Regions from separate parts of the Sus scrofa genome. Here region 1 is linked to region 2. A link is a contact called in public HiChIP or PLAC-seq data. All regions are on one chromosome and are shown on one strand. The core of a region is the stretch at or near the end of the contact, and the rest is flanking DNA. Distances in the headings are between cores, read along the strand shown.

The links. HiChIP or PLAC-seq counts read pairs in DNA pulled down with a chosen protein or histone mark.
Region 1: an H3K27ac HiChIP or PLAC-seq map of skeletal muscle shows a contact between it and region 2. The contact joins two enhancer-like sites.

What each region holds. Positions count from the first base shown.
Region 1 is chr12:1,495,027-1,499,084 of Sscrofa11.1, reverse strand. All of the region lies in intron 10 of SLC38A10 (putative sodium-coupled neutral amino acid transporter 10), which reads right to left. Among named protein-coding and RNA genes, the nearest start is that of SLC38A10, 16 kb to the right of the region's middle. Within about 2 kb of position 2,289, at least 5 of the 83 cell types and tissues checked have an H3K27ac peak or open chromatin away from gene starts, as enhancers often do. A contact at or near this core is called in skeletal muscle, where this site is marked.
Region 2 is chr12:1,379,334-1,383,355 of Sscrofa11.1, reverse strand. The region is part of intron 2 of BAHCC1 (BAH and coiled-coil domain-containing protein 1); the gene reads left to right. Among named protein-coding and RNA genes, the nearest start is that of BAHCC1, 25 kb to the left of the region's middle. Within about 2 kb of position 2,590, at least 6 of the 83 cell types and tissues checked have an H3K27ac peak or open chromatin away from gene starts, as enhancers often do. A contact at or near this core is called in skeletal muscle, where this site is marked.

The sequences.
Region 1 (4,058 bases), core at 1,040-3,539, 120 kb before region 2:
CTGGGGAAGAGCAGACCTCAGAGGACGCAGCCACGTTCCCGGCACAGCTCTCCCGCGGGGCACGTGCCAGCCACCAGCTGCGTGGAGACAGGCCGAGAGCAGGTGCCAAGAGGATGAACGCTAAGCAGAGCCTTGAGTGATCCGTGGGCAGTCACATTTCGTGGAGATCCAGGGAGGGCTACCCCCTGGGAGTGAAAGAGACTGGCCGCTCGTGGACACAGGCCTTCTGCCCGCCCTCTGGCTGCTGGACAGGGGACATGTCACCCAGAGCCTTTACAACTGCTCACACCCCCAAGGCACCAAGCAGGCCAGGGGCACAGAGAACCAGAGGGTGCAAAGGGCCACGTCGGCAAACACCACTCAACTGAACCGTGAGAGTGACGTCGTGCGGTGGTTAATGTAGACAAAACTATGGAGCTCCCCTTGTGGCTCAGCGGTAATGAGCCCAACCAGTATCCGTGAGGATGCGGATTCGATCCCTGGCCCTGCTCGGTGGGTTAAGGCTCTGGCGTGGCTGTGGCTGTGGTGTAGGCTGGCAGCTGTAGCTCCAATTCGACCCCCAGCCTGGGAACTTCCATCTGCCACAGGTGTGGCCATAAAAACAATAAATAAATAAATAAAATACACGTAAAATTAAAATACACAAAAGCAACAGCACCAGAGGCCAGAGGGGAGTAAATGAAGTTAAAATATCACTAGATACTTGCCTCATCTGGGACATGGTTAAAAACAAAAGCAAAAAGACTAATTTATAGTCAAGCCTAGGGAGCCAAGGATTCATATCAAACTGTCTTATTTAACCACTAGTAGAACAGAAATGTATAAACCAGCTAAGAATAGACAATGAATACTTAAAGCGCTTGATTTATCCAAAAGGTGGTAAGAAAGAAACAGAAAACAGAAAAAAACGAGACAAATAAAAAACAAAAAGATGGAAGCTTTAATCCCCCAATCAATAATTTCATTACCTGTAAATACTCTGAAACACCCCTGCTAACAGACTAAATCAAAACAAAAGCCAACTCTCTGCTCCTACTTAAGACACACCTTAGGGAGCTCCCCGTCGTGGCGCAGTGGTTAACGAATCTGACTGGGAACCATAAGAACACGAGTTCAATCCCTGGCCTTGCTCCGTGGGTGAAGGATCCAGCGTTGCCGTGAGCTGTGGTGTAGGTTGCAGATGCGGCTCGGATCTGGCGTGGCTGTGGCTGTGGCGGAGGCCGGTGGCTGCAGCTCCAATTAGACCCCTAGCCTGGGAAGCTCCATGTGCCGCGGGAGCGGCCCAAGAAATAGCAAAAAGATGAAAAACAAAAAAACAAAACAAAAAAAAATATATATATATATAAAGACAGAGAGAGCTCGAAAGAGAAAGGATGACAAAAACCCTGTGGGGACACAAACCCCAAACACAGCCAACGCGGCGGGTTAGCGAGACCACGTCAGACACGGCCGACTCTAAGGAGGGAAGCATCGCAAAAGATGGAAGAGACACTTTCACAGGAAGTGAGCATCTTGTTTATTTACTTTTTTACTTATTTATTCTGGCTGCACCTGTGGCATGTGGAAGGTCCTGGGCCAGGTATCGAACCCATGCCACAGCAGGGACCCTCCTCCTTAATCCACTGTGCCAGGAGGGAACTCTGAAGAAGGGTCCTTTTAATCACAGAAAATCGCCTTAGAACTGCATGCTCCTAACAACACAGCTCAAGGACAAAAAGCAAACACTGACAGAACGGAAGGGCAAACGGACAAACCTATAATTACAGTGGGAACTGTCACACCTTTCTCATGACTGATACACAGGAAGATTAAAAAAATCAGTCAAAATGCGGAAAACCCAAAAATCAGGAAGTCCGCTTGTGGCACAGCGGTTAACGATCGGGCACTGCCACGGCTGCAACGTGTGTTAGATCCCTGGCCCAGAACGTCCATGTGCCGTGGTTGTGGCCCAGTGAGATAAAACAGAATATACTCAAATCAGCCAGCAACTCGATCTAACTCGTCTGACAACTGCAGACCAGGCGGCCCACTCGACAGCTGTGGGCACAGGCTGGGCGGCAAAGCCAGTGCCAGGGAGCGTCAGGCTCAAGTCCTTCAGCCCGTTTTGTCCAATCAGTAAAACGCATCACTCGAAAACCCCCCAAGGTTTGGAAATCTAAAGCAGCCGCTGGTGAAAGAAGAGGTAGGAAGGAAATTAGGGGAAAGGCTGCGAATGGAATAAGGCCACGTCTGCGATCTACAGCGGGATGCAGCCCCGGCCGAAGGCCAGCAGCCTGGTCTGGGGGAAGCTGAGAAGCCAGTTCCAAGGCTGAGCTGGAGATGCCAAGAGCCGACAGGCGAGTCCGTCCTGAGGAGACCACGGCGCTGGCCTCGAGACGCACCACCAGGCCTCAGCAACCACACGGGGAAGCCGTGCTGCCGGAGACACCTACAGACCGGGGCAGGGTGCCCAGCCTCGCACATGCGCGGGACACCAACGACCACGGGCCATGGCCACGCTGGGACGAGGAGGGTGCTGCTGAGCTGGAGAGCCACAGGGACACAAACCCTGATCCCTGCCCCACACCAAGCATCCCAGACGGGGCCCAGATCTAAACGAGAGAGTGAAACTAAAGAGGCTTCTACAAAGGGACGGACGAGACTGACTAAAGACCCTCAAGGAGCAACATTTTCTTACATGGTGCATAAAAAGCACACTGCAAAAAAAAGACTCAAAAGCCGAACCACGTTTAAAAAACCACAAACACCTGTTGATCAAAAGGTATTGTTAAGAAAGTGAAAAAGCAGCCAAGAGTGAAAAAAAAACATTTGTACTATATATTTCTGAAAAAAGTCTTTTTCTTTTGGTCTCCGTAGGGCTGCACCTGCAGCATATGGAAGTTCCCAAGCCAGGGGTCGAATCAGAGCTGCGGCTGCCGGCCTCCACCACAGCCACACCCATGCCGGTTCTGAGCCACGTCTTCGACCTACACCACAGCTCACAGCAACGCCAGAGCCTTAACCCACTGAGCGAGGCCAGGGATCGAACCTGTGTCCTCATGGACACTAGTTGGGTTTGTTACCGCTGAGCCACAGTGGGAACTCCTTGAAAAAAGTCTTATACAGTTTTTAAAAAAACCTCAACAAGGAGTCCTCCTGTGGTGCAGGGGCTTAAGGATCCAGGGTTGCTACTGCCGCAGTTTGGGATCCTGCTGTGGTATGGCTTCAATAACTGGCTCGGGAACTTACGCATGCTGCAGGCATGGCAAAAAAACAAAAAAACCCTCCATAAATCGGTAAGACAAAAGCAAATAACACGATGGATTTAAAAAATGGGCGGAGTTCCCGTTGTGGCACCGCAGAAAGGACTCCAACTAGTATCGATGAGGCTGCGGGTTCAACCTCTGGCCTCGCTCAGAGAGTTGAGGATCTGGCGTTGCCGTGGGCTGTGGAACAGGTTGAAGATGCGGCTCGGATCCGATGCTGCTGCAGCTGTGACTGTGGCGTAGGCCGGCAGCTGTAGCTCCGATTTGACCCCTAGCCTGGGCGTCTCCACATGACGCAGGTATGGCCCTAAAAAGCAAAAAAAAAAAAAAAAAAAGGGCAAAAACTGAAAGGTATCTGCAAAGACGACAGCCACGGGGCTACTGAGTGTGTGAAAGCGTGTTCCGCATCGTTAGTCGCGTGGGGGCTGCGGATTAAAACCCAAAGGAGGTTCCGCTGAGCATCCGTCGGAAAGGCCAGAAGCTGAAACCCGGACGAGAGACGCCACAGCCCCCGGCGCTCCGAGATGGAGCCTGAGGACCACTCTGCAAAGCCAGAGAGAGTCTGGCCAAGTGCACTGACACCAGACAGACGTAACCCCCGGGCCACCACGTCCGCACCGAAGTGAACCTCCGACAAAAGTGCAGGCACCCGGTGCAGCGGCAGGCAGCCCGGGCAGCCGCGGGGCTCCGGCGACGGCAGTTCACAGGGCGGGGTGTCCCAGGGCAGGGCCCCCGGCAGCGACAGCGGCAGCGACGCGGGGATCTCGGGCGTGACGCCGAGTAAGGAGGCCAGACGCCCACCCACCCGCCCGC
Region 2 (4,022 bases), core at 1,341-3,840:
GGTGGCACTGTGGTCTGTGCCAGCCCCTGGCCCCTGCTCAGGTCGCATGTGCCCACACCCTCATGGGGGAGGGTGCTGTGTCGGGGGGCAGGGATGGGGCAAGGGGTGCGGGTCAGGCTTCTGACCTCCCCCCCGCCCCGGCTCCGGAACACATGGAAGGTGGGGAGCAGTGGCTGAGGCGGGGGGGGGAGTCACCCAGCCTGCCAGGTCCCACCTGTGGGCACCTGGTGTGTCTGTCCTGGGAGCCGCAGCACCTTCCAGCCCGGGCCTGGCCTCCCCGCCCTGCCTCCCTCTCTCTGCTGTGGGTGAAGCTGCCCTGCCCGGGGAACCCCTTCCCGCGGGGTTCCCCGGCCCTCCGCCCTCTGCAGCCTCGCTCCCTGACGGGCCACGTGGTGCGGCTGCCTCGCTGTGAGCTCCGCGGAAAGGCCTCGGGCGGGCGGGGCTGGGGCGAGTGGCAGCGCTTGCTGGCTGGCTGCCCTGGCAGCGTGCCTGGCTGCTAGTTTGACTGGGTGCCAGCTGGCTCCCCGCGTGCCGGGGCCTGTTTCTCTGCCGTGTGTGTGTGCAGGGGGAGGGAGGGCCAGGCGGGCGGGGGGCACGCGACATGGCCGGAGAGTGGGGGCTGGCAGGCCCGGTGGGCTGCCTGGGCGGGCTGCTCAGAGGTCTGGCCCTCACCCTCGTCCGGCTCCCTTTCACCGCCTCCAGGATGGGCGAGGAGATGGGCCGGGCAAAGCCTCTTGTGGCCCCCTCCCCAGCCTGGGGCTGGCCAGGCCTGGGCCCCTGAAAAGGTCCTTAGCTCAAGAGCAAAGAGGCCAGGACGGGGCTGGATGCCACTGGGGACCAGCTGCCCCTCCACCCCAGGCAGGGGCCCCACCTCTCTGTCCCGCCATCTGTGGGGCAGCTTCCAGAGCAGGGACCAGGGCTTCCTGCTTCCTCGAGGGAGCAGCTGGGGTGCAGGGGAGCCGCCCTGGAACATCTGGCTGGGGGGGGCCGAGCTGGTCTGTCCGCCCCTGGACCTCCTGGCCCCCCAGGCTCGCCCAATGAGGGGTCTCCCCAGGGCCTGGACTTTCCCTTCTGGGGCCCAGGGTGAGGGTGGGCGGCGGATCTGGCCCCAGGCAGGGGTGAGGCAGCGTCCAGCCAGCCTGCCCCGGGTGGGTCCCAGCAGCGGGGGCAGGGGTGCAGCACAGCTGGGCCTATTGTCAGCCAGCCTGCCCCCCTCCTTCCCTCCCCCACCCCCAGCTGCCTGGGGGGACCACCCACAGGGCCATGAAAGGGGATCCTGTCCTGGGGGGCCGGAGCTCCTGCTCCCCCTCGGCCTGCGCTGCTCGCGGTCTCTCGTGCCGCCTGGAGGGGGCGCCTGGGGCGGCAGTGGGCACGTGTGCCGGTGCTGGCTCTCGGCCTGGCCGGTCTCTGGCAGAGCGCCACTTCTCCATCCGGGGCTTGGAGGGAGACCTCCCGTGGGGCAGGGGCTGACTCCCTGCTGTCCCTCTGTCCCTCGGGGACCCCGGGGCCCACCAGGGCTTCTGGGAGCATGTCTGTGGGAGGGACCGAGGTCACCACCTCCTCGTGGCCTCAGAGGCCCCCATGGCTGCCGTCTGGAGGGCCGTCACCTGCGCTTCTCCGAGGCAGGCCCCTGCCTGGACCTGGTCCCTTTGCCCTTCTCCCGGCCTCGGTCCTCTTGGTGTGGCCAGGATGGCCTCTGACTCCGCCCCCGCACTAGGCAGCACCCCTCCCCTGCCTCCGGGTCCCTGCCGGTGCCAGAGGGGAGGGGCTGGGTCCGTGGGAGCCGCTGGCTCCTCTGACGTCCGGGGACCGCGTGGGGGGAGGGCCCGAGCTCTCGAGATCCAGATGTGGGGGCGCGGAGCAGCCGGGGCAGACAGGATCCCTCCAGCCGGCTCGTCAGAGCCAGAAGGAGGCCGGTTCTGTGTGGACCTCTGATGCCCTCCAGAGCCTTCGCCGGCTTCGCGTGGCCAGCCCTCCCTGCGCCCTCCTGGCGACCTCGGCCCCTCAGCGCCCTCACCTCAGGCACATCCTCATCAGAGACGTGGCCTCCAGGGGCCGCGCTGTCCTTGCGTGTCTCCTGCAGCACCTGTCCGCGGCTGGGCCGGGGAGCTGTGTGTCGCCCTGGGCCGACCTTGGCAGCAGGGGTATGGGCAGCCCTTGGTCTGACCGGGGTTCGGGGTGGCGTCGCTGCCTGGGCAGACGCACCTCTCAGGTTCACACCTGGGCGTGGGGCTGGCTGGCATCGTTTCCGTGGCCCCAGGCCCCCGGGATCCGCCAAGCACATGTCAGATGCCCCTGGGGGACAGGAAGGGGCTTGGAGCCCACAGGAAGGCAGGGCGGGGAGCCAGGGCAAGAGGTCCAGGCAGGGCTGGCCCAGGCTTCCCTCCAGCCGAGCTCCCTGGCAGTCAGAGCTGCTGTGGGGGGTGTTGGTGAGGGTTTGGGGGTCACGCCAGCTTGTTCCCAGCGCCAGGCTCTGAGATTGTCGTCATCTCCCCCGGCTTCAGGCCTGTCGCCCCAGCCCTCCCCACTCACAGGCCGCGCACCTTCCAAGGGGCCTCTGCCGAGCCTGCCTGCCTGCTCATGGGGCCTGAGCCCGGCTCCTCTCTGCGGAGCACAGGCCAAGAGCCCGGGACTGTCCATGAGCTCCTGGCTCCTGGGCTGGCTGCCTGCTGCTTTTGTTCCAGAGGCGCCCGCGGAGGCTGGCACCTTCCCCCGGCTCTGAGCCGCTCCCCTCGGCCTGGGAACAGACCGAGGCTGCCAGGCCCCGAACCCGTGTGGCTGGGGGTCAGTGTGTGCGTGGGGTGGGCACCCAGGCCCCCCCGACCCAGCCCCCTGCTGGGCACTCCCGAAGCCGCCTCCAGCCCAAGAAGGGGGTCTCTCTGGGCTCCCCCCCGCCAAAGCCCAGGGCGGTGGATCTTGGGACCTGGACTTGGAAGCAGAGCCTCGACACCCCAGGGTGCTGAGCCCGTGTGCGAGCCTGAGGGGCTTGTGGACAGAGGCAGAGTATTTGGCAAGAATCAGTGAGGGTGTGGAGAGGGGCTGTGCCAGGGTCACTCCCTTCACATGCCAGAGCAGGGGTGGCGGCAAGTGTCCTCCCACCTCGCCGCCAGGGCCCCTCCTGGACCCGGGGCCGACCGGATTCGTCGATTGCCGCCCTTCCCACGCTGCACGGGGATGCTGCTTCAGAATCCTTCCTAGCCCGCCGTCCTGGGCAGTCACTGTCACGCAGCAGACTGGTGCACCACACTTCAACCCGCTGGCACCCTGAGTGGGAGGGGTGTCACGTGGGAGAGAGCCAGCACCCAGTCGGGGTTGGGCGCTGGGTCCGGACCTCCAGCCTGGCACATGTCGTAGCTTTCAAAATGTTAGGAGTAGGGAGTTCCCGATGTGGCACAGCGGAAACGAATCCGACGAGGAACCATGAGGCTGTGGGTTCGAGCTCTGGCCTCGCTCAGTGGGTGAAGGATCCGGTGTTGCCGTGAACCTACGCCAGCTGGGTAGGCCGGCAGCTGTAGCTCTGATTCGACCCCTAGCCTGGGAAGCTCCACATGCCCTGGGTGCAGCCCTAAAATAATAATAATAAAAAACCAACCCGTGAGAGTGGGCCAGGCTTCTGAGCTGTTGGCTAGGGCTCTGCAGAGGAGGCTTGTAGGCAGAGCGAGGGCGGGAGCCGTCAGGGCTGCGGGACGTGGGTGGGGTGAGCTGGTCTGGTGGCTCCGTCGGAGCCCGGGCAGGTGCGCCGGACCCAGAGGAGACGGGAGGGGTCCTGGTCCCCCACCAGAGGGAGGCGCTTGGGGACCCTTCGACCCAGGTTCCGTGGAGCTCACCCACGATGACTGGCCCCAGGGGTCGGCGCTCAGCCAGGCACGTGGTGGGGAGCCCCCTCAGCCCCCAGCCGCCGCGGCTTCAGGCTCGGTGGTGGGGAGAACTTTCTAGCAACTCAAGCTTCCAGGGAGGTGGCCGTCTTTGTCAAGGCAGTGCAGGGAGCCGGGGCCGTCCATCGTGGAAGGCCTTGCCCCCAT